2 separate regions of the Mus musculus genome follow, and region 2 is linked to region 1. A link is a contact called in public Hi-C data. All regions are on one chromosome and are shown on one strand. The core of a region is the stretch at or near the end of the contact, and the rest is flanking DNA. Distances in the headings are between cores, read along the strand shown. Region 1 holds the start of Mrpl45 (mitochondrial ribosomal protein L45). Region 2 holds the start of Zpbp2 (zona pellucida binding protein 2).

What was found. Hi-C and Micro-C count contacts between places; a contact is called where the count stands out from the background.
Region 2: a contact with region 1 is called in a Hi-C map of B cells, with 6 read pairs. The contact joins the promoter of Zpbp2 here to the promoter of Mrpl45 in region 1. A contact is called at or near these places in 1 of 39 promoter capture datasets (pre-B cells) and 1 of 484 Hi-C or Micro-C datasets (B cells).

What each region holds. Positions count from the first base shown.
Region 1 is chr11:97,312,439-97,318,959 of GRCm38.p6, reverse strand. It overlaps Mrpl45 (mitochondrial ribosomal protein L45), which reads right to left and starts at 3,244. Exons shown (of 8, transcript NM_025927.4): 1 at 3,021-3,244; 2 at 2,036-2,213. The coding sequence starts at 3,086.
Region 2 is chr11:98,548,619-98,555,139 of GRCm38.p6, reverse strand. It overlaps Zpbp2 (zona pellucida binding protein 2), which reads right to left and starts at 4,043. Exons shown (of 8, transcript NM_027061.2): 1 at 3,818-4,043; 2 at 3,632-3,697; 3 at 2,557-2,682; 4 at 1,156-1,317; 5 at 371-589. The coding sequence starts at 3,866.

The sequences.
Region 1 (6,521 bases), core at 1,995-4,494:
TTTCTTTTCTGGTCCAGTCTATTTGGAGTTCTGTAGGCTTCTTGTATGCTCATGGGCATCTCTTTCTTTTTTTTTTTTTTTTTTTTTTAAATATTTATTTATTTATTATATGTAAGTACACTGCAGCTGTCTTCAGACACACCAGTCAGATCTCCTTAAGGATGGTTGTGAGCCACCATGTGGTTGCTGGGACTTGAACTCAGGACCTTCAGAAGAGCAGTCGGGTGCTCTTACCCGCTGAGCCATCTCACCAGCCCCCGGGCATCTCTTTCTTTAGGTTAGGGAAGTTTTCTTCTATAGTTTTGTTGAAGGTATTTACTGTCCCTTTATGTTGGGAATCTTCCCTCTCTTCTATACCTATTATCCTTAGATTTCGTCTTCTCATTGCGTCCTATATTTCCTGGATGTTTTGGGTTAGGAGCTTTTTTGCATTTTGCATTTTCTTTGACTGTTGTGTCAATGTTTTCTATGGTATCTTTTGCACCTTAGATTTTCTCTTCTATCTTTTGTATTCTGTTGGTGATGCTTGCATCTATGACTCCTGATCTCTTTCCAAGGTTTTCTAATTCCAGGGCTGTCTCCCTTTGTGGTTTCTTTATTGTTTCTATTTCCATTTTTTGATCTTGGATGGTTTTGTTCATTTCCTTAGTCTGTTTGATTATATTTTCCTGTAATTCTTTAAGGGATATTTGTGTTTTGTCATTAAGGGCTTCTACCTGTTTACCTGTGTTTTCCTGTATTTCTTTAAGGGAGTTATTTATGTCCTTCTTAAAGTCCTCTATCATCATCATGAGAAGTGATTTTAGATCCGAATCTTGCTTTTTTGGTGTGATGGTGTATTCAGGACTTGCTATGTTGGGAGAATTGGGTTCTGATGATGCCAAGTAATCTTGGTTTCTACTGCTTATGGCTTTTTTTTTCCCCCCAAGACAGGGTTTCTTTATATAGCCCTGGCTGTCCTGGAACTCACTTTGTAGACCAGGCTGGCCTCAAACTCAGAAATTCACCTGTCTCTTCCTCCCAAGTGCTGGGATTAAAGGTGTGTGACGCCACGCCCAGCTCTTTATTTATTTATTTATTATTTTTTTATTGCTTATGTTCTTACACTTGCCTCCTGCCATCTGGTTATTGCTAGTGCTACCTGCCCTCGATATATCTGACTGGAGTCTGTCCTTCCTGTGATCCTGGTTGTGTCAGAACTCCTGAGTCCAGCTGTCTCTGTGATCCTGGGATTCTGGGATCCTGTAATCTTGGGCGTGTTAGAGAGCCTGGGAGTGGAGCTTCCTCTGGGTGTTGTGGGACTGGCTGCAGAGTTCAGGCCCCACTTATTTATAATAATAAATAAATCTTTGGGCCTGAGCAAGTGAGGTTGACTGGAGTGAGCAGAGGTCCTAAATTCAAGTCCTAACAACCACATAAAGGCTCACAACTATCTGTACAGGTACAGTTTACTCATATACATAAAATAAATAAATAAATAAATAAACAAATAAGGATGACCTCATGAGCAGGACTAGAGGTACAGCCCTAGGTCTCAGCTACTATTTATGTAGGAGGATCCACCTGTGGTAAAGGCAAAAGGAAAGGGAGAACAGGAGTGTGTAGCTCAGCGGTAGACTGCTTGTTTAGTTCTATATCTAACCCCAAGTTCTGTAAAAACAAAACAAAATTGACTTTTTGAAATATAGTTTATAAAAGTAAATCATTACTGAGGGTGAACTTGGTGGTTCATTCTTTTTTTTAATCTTTTTAAAAAAGACTTACTTATATGAGTACACACTATAGCTGTCTTCAGACACACACACCTGAAGAGGGCATCGGATCCCATTACAGATGGTTGTGAGCCACTAATGGTAGTGAGGTTTCTGGGAATTGAACTTAGTACTTCTGGAAGAGCAGTCAGTACTCTTACCCGCTAAGTCATATCTCCAGCCCCACTTAGTGGTTAATTTATTGCTATCAATCAGAGTCTAAAGCATACACCAGACCTCTGACAATAGAGAACTGAACCAGGATCCCAGAAATAGTTCCTTACCTGTACAGGCCAAATGTATAGGGCGCTCCAACCGTTCCTGTGGAATGACCAATCCCGCTTTCCTGGCATACTCCAAAAACTCCTTCTCTGTTTTGTACTTGGGTTCAGGAGTTGGGGGTCTAAAACGGCTTTTGGTTTTAACTTGAACTACAGTTGTGGACTGAGTCACCAGAATGGGCTGGGAGATGAAAAAAAAAAGTTAGCGTATAGGTGATTTGGAAAGGATAAATCTATCTTGAGCAAACTGTTTGCAAAGTCTTATAGAAAGACATCCCATTAAAGAATGCTTCAGGAGTTATGAAATGACTATTATGGAGAAACGATATTACTTTTTGAACACCTAGGGATGGCTTTTGCCACAAGCCAATTAATAACCTGTATTCACATCAATCAACAGTAAAAACTTTCCTTTAATACATTCTGCAGTACTACTGTATACAGAGATGATTAAAGCAGAGGTCCTAGTGCCAAAGAACTTTCAGTTTAATTGTAAACCTCACTTAACCCATTTCTGAAAAGAGTGGAATGCTATTACTAAAGCATTAAACAAGATCTCCCTGGCATTTCCCCCACACTTCTGTTTTGCTTTTTCAGAAGCAAATTGCTTCTAGCTCCTAACTGACCAATAAACTTTTACGAAGTCAGGTGACCTTTTCCCTCTAGGATAAGACAAAACTCCTATCCTTTTCAAAAAAAAATTTTTTAAGAATGTAAAAGAGCTGGTTCATCTTCCAAGCCATTACTTTCCTTTTTAACATCTTCTCTCCAAAGACTAGAATTAACGTAAAGAAGCTTAATGCTCAGCCTCGTCTAGGCTGTCTAGAGAGACTTGTCTAGAGGGGATCGCATACACCTCAAATTCTTCTCCAGATGAAGTCTGACTCGTATGGTCCAAACTCAGCAACGCCCACAGCATGATTATTCCCCTCTACTCTATCCTCCTCTTTGTGTCCCTAAAAATTTCATTCGCTTCATTTCTACCCACCTGCCGAGACCACCATCCCAAAGTCCTGTATAAGGAGGACAAGCCCCGAGGTACGGGGGCCGCCATTTTGCTCGCGCAAAGGCCGCCGGGATGCTAGCCTAGCCGCAGATCACCGAGCCGGAGAAAAGGCGCAGAGGGCGGAGCGAGCTGGGGAGTGGAATTTTCCAGGGCGCGCGCCCCAGGCCGAAAGGTGAGTCGCGCGCACGCGCACGCTCTCCAGGGGAGGGGCGCGCGGGCACGCGCAGTGGGTTCGCGCGTGCGCAATGAAACCACTTTGGAAGTAGGGTAAACCGCACGGCTGTCACGCGCCAGTCGGAGACGGGGAGAGCCAGCTGCGCCTGCGCAGGAGGCTTCTGTGGGACTCTGGTTGCTGCATTCCTGGTTCCTTAACACATTGTTACACCTTATTTACAATCGGTGAAAAAAACGAAAAAGTGCTTCCCTCTGAAATCAGAAGCCTTTAAGATAAGTGTTTTCTTTCATTACAAGGAATTCACTGGAGGTATTTAGGGCGAAAATGATAGTTTCTGGGTGTGTTTCTGACCTCAAAATGCAGTATAACCTTAAACCTTTAACCAACCTAGTTTTCTATGTGAAAATTCTTTCATACCTTTCCGTTAGGGAAGCTGACCGCTGTGATTACTGAAAAGCAAAAGGCACGTGGGTTAACAAGAATCTGTCATTTCCCAAAACATATCATTTCCAAAAATACCACTTACCAAATTTGGTAATAACTGGTATTTCAAAATTGTTTACTAGGCGCCTGGCAATTTAAGCATTTTACATATATCAACTTAATCCTCACCACAAGCAATAAATATTCCTGCTTTTACATATATGGTTGGGCCAGAGATACTAAATATGTAATTCAAATTTAAACAAATAATTGGCAGAACTGAGAGTCAGGTACATAGAGTTTAACAACTCCAAAATCGCTTCACATTCAGTGGTTAAAGGAATCCCAGTGTGATAACCAGGTCATCCTGGAGCCACACAGACTATGTAACACATCCTAACCCATGTCTGCCTGGCCTCTGCTCAGTTTCTCGGCTACTGCAAGCTAATTCCCTATCAGTACCTAATATGATTTGGTTCACTCTGAGATGGATTCTTAGGTGGTCACTGTTACTTTTGATTAGCTGTTTTGGAAAATTTGAGGCATGGTGGCGCACCCCTTTAGTCCCAGCACTCGGGAGGCAGAGACAGGCAGATTTCTGAGTTCGAGGCCAGCCTGGTCTACAAAGAGAGTTCCAGGACAGCCAGGGCTACACAGAGAAAACCCTCCCTCAGAAAAATACAAACAAACAAAAACTAAAAAAGAAAATAGAAACTATAGAGATGGCTCAGGTGTTAAGAGTCCTTGCTGGGCTGGTGAGATGGCTCAGTGGGTAAGAGCACCCGACTGCTCTTCTGAAGGTCAGGAGTTCAAATCCCAGCAACCACATGGTGGCTCACAACCATCCGTAACAAGATCTGACTCCCTTTTCTGGAGTGTCTGAGGACAGCTACAGTGTACTTACATTAAATAAATAAATCTTAAAAAAAAAAAAAAAAAAGAGTCCTTGCTGCTCTGGCAGAGGACCCAAGTTCGGGTCCCAGCATCCACATGGTGACGCATATGCCCCTGTAAATCCAATTCTAGGGGATCTGATGCCCTCTTCTGGACTTTGAGGGCATTACACACATGGTACACATAAAGATAGGCAGCTAAGCATCCACACACATTTAAAAATCTCTTAAACAACAGTGAAAAGGAAATCCTATAAGGCAGACTTTTCTTTCCCATTTTTCCTAGTGAGACTTTTGTTTGTTTGTTTGTTTTGTTTTGTTTTTTCCAGACAGGGTTTCTCTGTATAGACCTGGCTGTCCTGGAACTCACTTTGTAGACCAGGTTGGCCTCGAACTCAGAAATCTGCCTGCCTCTGCCTCCTGAGTGCTGGGATTGAAGGTGTGCACCACCACGCCCGGCCTAGTAAGACTTTTAAATTGAACCTAAAGAATAGGAGTCCTTGTTAGCAGCAGGGTGTGTGTGTGTACATGTATGTATATGTATACACACAAACATACAACACACACACACACACACACACATATATATATATATATATATTGGGGGGGGGTTCAGACTCACGACAAGAGGCTAAGTTGGATATTTAATATGCCAAAGCAGACCTGGGCTCCAGGTTCTCCCAGCATCCCTTAGTCCTTACCTGTTACAGGGCATGGCTGGCATGTCCTACCCTCTATGCTGAAATTTCCAGCCCAGGGGCTGGACTTCCTATCACTCAGAGGCTCTTCATTATATAATAATCCAGACATTTTGGCTCCCCCCCACCCCCGCAAGCCAAGCCCTCTTTCTCTTCCCCCTCCCCTCTGTCTCTCCTCTCCATTGGAGGCTCACTCACATTATAACTGGAGCTCCAGGGGATCTGATGCCCTCCTCTGACCTCTGCAGCCACTAGGAATGCACCTAGTATGCACTATGCATACAGGCATATATGCACGAAAACCATACATATTAAATTAAATATATAGCTATATGAAAGTTGGGTGTGTAAAAAATAAATAAAAAAAAATAAATAAATAAAAAAAAAAAAAAAAAAAAAAAAGGGCTGGTGAGATGGCTCAGTGGGTAAGAGCACCCGACTGCTCTTCCAAAGGTCCGGAGTTCAAATCCCAGCAACCACATGGTGGCTCACAACCATCCATAACAAGATCTGATGCCCTCTTCTGGAGTGTCTGAAGACAGCTACAGTGTACTTACATATAATAAATAAATAAATAAATCTTAAAAAAAAAAAGAAAAAAAAAAAAAAAAGAAAGTTGGGTGTATCTGAAATTTGTGTCTATGTCAACACTGAAAAGTGGATATCTGGAGAGTTTGATGGCCAGCCAGTCTAAGCAAAAGGACAAACTTTTGGATTAGGAAGAGACTTGTCTCAAGACAATTTTTTTGTTTTGTTTTGTTTGGTTTGTTTGTTTGTTTGTTTGTTTTTGGTTTTTCGAGTCAGGGTTTCTCTGTGTAGCCCTGGCTGTCCTGGAACTCACTTTGAAGACCAGGCTGGCCTACGAACTCAGAGATCTCCACCTGCCTCTACCTCCCGAGTGCTGGGATTAAAGGCATGTGCCACCACAGATAATATTTTTGAGAGCAATAAAGAAAGACTCTGAAGTCTTGCTCTGACCTCTGCAGGAGCACTCATGGACATAGGCACATAGGCATGTTTGCACAATGATGTGTGTGTTACTCACACACATACACATATCACATACACATAAAACATACATATACACACACATCACACACATACATTTTGCTTTTTGCTTTTTGGGGTTTTCTTTTGAGGCAGGGTTTCTCTGTGTAGTCCTCACTTGTTTTGGAACTCACTCAAGTAGTCCAGGCTGGCCTCAAACCCAGAGAAGGCCTGCCTGCCTCTGCCTCCTGGGATTAAAAGCGTGTCCCATCACAGCCCAGCTCAGGTTTTATTTTTTAAATGGGAA
Region 2 (6,521 bases), core at 2,794-5,293, 1.2 Mb before region 1:
ACGACATTGACTTTGAGTAATAAACAATATATTATATTTGAAGGTAGGCTGACTTTAAAACCACAACCAGGCAGTAGATTAGTGCTTAGCAAACACTTCAAACTTATTATAGGTAGGAGACATCTCGTGTTTATATGGCGATTCTTTTTTTTTTTTTTTTTTTTTTGGTTTTTCGAGACAGGGTTTCTCCAGGCTGTCCTGGAACTCACTTTGTAGACCAGGCTGGCCTCGAACTCAGAAATCCTCCTGCCTCTGCCTCCCGAGTGCTGGGATTAAAGGTGTGCGCCACCACGCCCGGCGGCGATTCATTTTATAATCTATTATGGTTTTGAATTAAAGCCATAAAATTAACGTTGTAAAATGGTTTCACCTTGAAAGGCTATGAACAGCTCATACAGGAAGTCCCTCTCTGGAAGTTTAACAAAATGGCATTTGTATGATGGCTCTATGACATGGCACAATAAATCAGAGATTAAGTTATCCAAGATTTTCTTCAGCACTCTAAAGAGCAGGTCATTGTGTCTTCCTACACAAGATCCTGTGGTAAAACGCACGGCCATGTGGTAAGAATAATCAGGTTCCCGATATGCTTTAGAGAAAGGTGAGAATAAAAACAGTTGTGTCTTGCATTAGTTTCTGCTGCGTTTTTCCAAAAACATGTAACATTCAACATCGTTAATTTTGCAAATCAGTTTCAAAATCGTACTTATCTAGTAAATGGTCTAGATAATTCCATTGGTCTGTTTATACAATACATATAACTAATAATTTTAATGAAACAACAACAACAAAACCGGTCATTATCATTATTAGATGTCTGTCTACTTAAGAGAAATGGCTACCGTGTGGTAGCAATACAGGTAAGTTAATAGTGTCAAAAAGCCATTGGGGCTCAAGAGATGGCACAGAAGTTAGGAGCTGTGGTTCCCAGCCTCCCCCATCAGATAGCTCACAGCTGCTCCTAACTCCTGGGCATCAGACGCCCTCTTCTGGCCTCTGCTGGCTCCTGCACTCACATGCACGTGACACACACACACACACACACACACACACACATGAGACACATAATAAAAATACATCTTAAAATGTAAGGATGTTTTTGGGGCACTGGAAAGATGGCTCAGGACCTTATATTATTATTATATATATTATTACCAAAGACCAGAAAGTCATATTTCTTCTTTATCATAGTTTCTTCTTGGGTTTCTGCTTTGATAGTCTTATAGGAAAGCATACATGAGTAAAGTCCAGATAACGGCTCCAGGAAATCCTTCAGTACCAGTTCTCCTGTGTTTGTTATATTTATCTGGCTATTCCCTGATCAAAAGAGGAAATCGCTGGGTTACTCAACAGGTAACTTAAACATTATTCAGTAGACGCAGGGCTATAAACAGACATGCAAAAATTCAAAAATTAATAGACTATTTGAACCTTGAGAACCCAATAAAACATTTTTTAAGACACGGTCTCACTGCATAGCCCTGGCTGGTCTAGAACTTGCTATGTAGATCAGGCTGGCCTTGAATTCACAGAAATCTGCCTGCTTCTGCCTTCTGAGTGCTGGAATTAAAGGCATGTAGCACCAGGCCCAACAGCCCAAGGGGGAAAAAAAACCTTAATTGTCATACTACTCTATGAAAGAATTACATGAGCCGGGCACACTTGTGAAATATATGTTGATTTTCTTTATTTAGTTCTGACTGATTTATGCCAGTAATTCAGTAAATTATATATCTATACATATTTACGTGTTTATATAAATACATTTATATTTTATATTTACACACACACACAGAAACACACACAACACACAAATAATGTTGATATTACAAGGTACTATTCTAACATAAAATTACATATTGAATATCCCATATTACTGGTGTTTTATGGGTAAACTTTAGTACTTAGGAAAATGTTTAGTACTTAGGAAAAGTAGGGCCCAAAAATAACTGCCGCAGGGTAACCAGACAGCATAGAGAAAATTTGCTTGAGAGGGAGACTCTGGATTCAGTCCCAAGCACTGGGAAACAAAAGTAACAAAAAATGGTCTCTTTGGTTAGCCCAGGCCACCTTCAAACTTGTAATCCTCCTGCCTCAACATTTTGAGTATTGTGCTCACATGGGCTGTGCAGTCTTTTGCATCTGCTTTTAGTTTTTGCATACGAAGAACTTAAGTCATGGGCCAAGAAAAATTATAATTTGTCGTGTTGAGAAAAGTTAATTGCAGTTAAAATTAAATTTCTTGGGGCTGGAGGGATTGCCCACTGTTTAAGAGCACTTGCTGCTCTTGCAGAGGATCTGGGTTCAATTCCCAGCACCAACAAGGTGGTTTACAACCAGTAGTAATTCCACTTCCAGAGGATCAGATATCCTCTTCTGACCTCTGAGGGCATCGGGCATGTGGTGCACATACACGCATGCAGGCAAAACACTCACATATACAAAAATAAAATACAGCTAATAGAATTTTAAAATTAAATTTGTTCTTTTCAATAATGGCAGTGCTTTTTTAAAAAAACAATGTTCACACCGTTAAAATATATTTAAATTATTTACCTTTTAATGTGTTTTCATTTGGCCCAGTCCATAAATAGGTGGGGTCCACTGTTTCTTTATTGGCACGATCAATATCCATACAAATAAGGACAGGACTAGCCTGATGTAACTTTACATATATTTTTACTGTGACAAAATAAAATTCTGCGTAATTACATTATACAGAGAAATAAAGACACACACACTCCTAGACAATGATACCAGTTAGTTCTTTCAGGATTTCAGTACTTAAAAAGTCTTCGTAACGTGTCCAATGCTAGTTGTCATTTAGAATGAAGTCTTTGCTGCTTCCCCATAGTAAACCTTTAAACTGTACTTTGTCGGTAATATTTTTATTTTGTGACAGTCTAGAAAAATGAAGATCAAGTTCCTTTTAACGTACACATTAATAAATAGCTCCAATAAGGAGCTATGGAATCAATGTTACAGGATGTTAGCTTGACTGACAAACTATTTCAAAACTGAAAACTTGGTATTTCGCGTAAGCTTCCTGTTGTCTTGTGCAGTGTTTACTAGAAAGGTGTACAACAGTGACTCAACTGGATAGATAGTACCTAGTCTCACAAGGTACTTTTTAAGGTCCAATCATTGCCAGGATCAGAATCTCTAAAGTCTATTGTTCAGTTTGGCAGTGTAATGGTGGTGTTGGGAAGAGAAAGGCCTTAAATGTGGAATTGTTCTAGACGGAGTGCAGTGTTATTTCAAATTTGGAGTACTTTTTCCTGAATGTAGGAAAACTACAGAGAGTAGTAACACTGGAGCTGATGTTTGATGCATGAATAGGGCTGGTTAATACAAGAGGGAGAGAAGAGCCTTCCAGAGGGGCGTCCACTCTGCTAAGTGCCTTCACCCATTACAAAGCAGAAGTATTTGAAAGAGAGACGTGGTATCAGAGCGGCAGATCTGTGGTGAACACTGGAATAGAAGACTAGCTTTGAGGGCAATGATGCAAACTTCCCGAACTGCAGAGCACAGACGCCCTCCTGCCTAGCTCCCTTTTCCCTGCCTGAAGAACCTAAGAGGATGCATCCCCAGCTCTTGGGACAAGCCTTGCGTGAGAAGAGGCACGTATTACCTGGGTGCCCTACCGTGCCGTAAACAAAGCCTTTGATATTGAATAAGGAAGAACGTTGCGATCCAACTGCGGAGGAGAGAACACCTCTGGCTTATTATTAGTGTTTGGAGGACACACGGTTCAGGGCGGGGCGGGGCGGAGGCGAAGAAGGAGGGACGGGGGAGGAGCCTGCGGGCCAAGCCCCACCTCCTGCGAGAGACCAGAGCACCGCGTAGAGTAGGGCCCACGCAAGCATCACGGCTCAGGCACTAGTGGCGACGGCTGGGTGCCCTCCTACCTCAGGCCAGGCCCAACGCCTCCCCATCGCTCCTCTACAGAGCGAAGCAAACCGCCAAGGGCATCTTCCCTACCGGTCCCAGGCTATCACGGGGGCGGCTGTGCCCGAGAGCGCCTGCGTGTTCCGGCTTGGCACGAGGGGCGGGGCAAGCGCTCGCAGATGGAGAGCCCCGCCTCCTGGCGCACGCGCAGTTGCGGAGCGCTGCACCCTCCGAGCCTTTCGCACCTCTCCTTGGGTCCCGTGTTCCCGCTCTCTAGCTCTAGTCGGCCTGGTGGTGTGACGAGTAAAGGAAACGAACTCAAGACTTCCTCAGACTAAAGGAACTGATGAGTGAACACAGTGGGTCCTAAGGACGGTGGCGGCGGCTCTGAGCAGCCCAAGGATGCCGTAGTTTGGCGATCAGAAGAAGGGAGATGTTTGTGAGAATTTCCTAAAAGCGAGGGCTCAGCTCTGGAACCCCGAGCTAACGTTGCTAGCGTTGCTGGATCTGTCAAAACGTCACATCCAGTTTTCACCTAGTTGCATTTTTCTGGCATACAAAACCAAGACCTTGAAGAGCCCTCTCCTCTGTGCTTCAGAAGGGTGCCCTCAGACCTTCCCACGTGGAGGAAGGTTAAACCTTTATTTTTTTCAGCTTAGAGTGTGAGATGATGTAAGGGACACCCCCTCATGCAAATTTATTCGGAAGTAACTTTGCTTTAGAGAATGGGTCCCTTCGAAAGGAAGGCGAGAGCGGGTGATCTTTTCCTCAGCTGATGTGAGATAAGTCACTCTCAGGGAGCTCCAAAATAGTCTTTCAAAGTTCTTCTGAACCCTGTGCTGGGGACCAAACCCAGGGCCTTTACTGAATTGAGTCGCTAACCCCATCATGCGTGGTCCCATCTTGACTGCTATTTTAGGTGACCTGAAAGACTTTAGGTGTTGTTTACCTCTTGGCAGTAGAGCACCGCTCTCAGTAGTGGTTTTGAGTAGGTTGGTTAGGGAGAGAGCCCAAGGTTCAGATAGGGTGCAGAATGGTTATTTGGGGTGAGATCAGGAGTTTTCAGTTTTATTTCCTTTGAGCCGAGTCAGTATTTGGACTGTCTCAGATGGTCCAGGAGCAACCTTTGTCAGTAATTTCATTTTTAGTCACTGTTAATTTTATCGATCTAGCACAAGCATGAAATGGGATTCAATGAGTCAGATCCACCCCCTGTCAGTTACTACGTCTAGACTCATGGGTTAGCCTCAACTGTTAAAAATGTGGATGGGTGTTTTGCTTGCATTTCTGTCTGTCTGTGCACCACAGGCATGCACTGCCCACAGAGGCCAAAGAGTGTGTCGCCTCTGGGACTGGAGTTAACAATGGTTGTGAGCAGCCATTTGGATGCTGGGAATCAAACGTGGGTCCTTTAGAAGAGCAGCCAGTGTTCATAACCGCAGAGACACCTCACTTCAGATTTAATCAAAACATTTTCCAAAAGTACAAAGTATTACTAACTTCTCAGTTATTGCACACGATTCTCATAAACTTATGTGTTAAATCTTAACTCTTATAGAAGAGTGTTAGAATAGTCGGGCTGGAGAGATTGCTCAGTGGTTGAGAGTTTATCTGCTTTTCCAGAGGGCTCTAGTTCCAGGATCCAGCTGGGTAGCTTACAACAACACCCTTTTAACTCAGTTCCAGGTGAGCCAGTGCCCTCTTCTGGAAACCATGGATGCCTGCATTCACGTGTATATACCCTCTCCATCCCTCCCATATATACAGAATTAAAAAGAAAACCTTTAGCTGGGTAGTGGTAGCACATACCTTGAATCCCAGCACTCAGGTAGCAGAGGCAGAAGCAGAGGAGGGCAGATCTCCGAGTTTTAGGCCAGCCTGGTCCACAGAGAGAATTCCAGGACAGCCAGGGCTACATAGAGAAACCCTGTCTCAAAACAAACAAGCAAGAAGAAAAGAAATGAGAGAGAGAGAGAGAGAGGGAGAGAGAGAGAGAGAGAGAGAGAGAGAGAGAGAGAGTTAGTTTGGGTCTTGGAAGTATCCATGTAAATGTTTGATGTAAGCTTTGTGCTTTAGTTTTGTTTACTTATTTTGAGACAGTGTTTCTCTGTGTACCTCTGGCTGACCCAGAACTTGTTATATAGTCCAGACTGGCCTCCTAGAGATCTGTCTGCCTCTGCCTTGTGAGTGCTAGAATTAAAGGCAGGTAGCATCATGCTGGGCAGCCCAGACAAACCTTGTCATCTGACTCTATGGAGACGCTACATGAGCTGGGTTCACTATGAAATCTATACTGATTTCCTTTATTTCTCAATATCTCATTTAAACTGATTTAGGTCAGTAATTCAGTATATGATAGATATTTTTATAGAAGACAAATTTATTTGATTTTTAAAAAAGATTTATTTATTATTTTATCTAAGTACACTGTAGCTGTCTTCGGATGCACCAGAAGAGGGCGTCAGATCTCATTATCGACGGTTGTGAGCCACCATGTGGTTGCTGGGATTTGAACTCAGGACCTATGGAAGAGCAGTCAATGCTCTTAACCACTAAGCCATCTCTCCAGCCCTAGAAGACAAATTAATAATGCTGATATCACAAGGCACTATTCTAACATGAAACATTACATA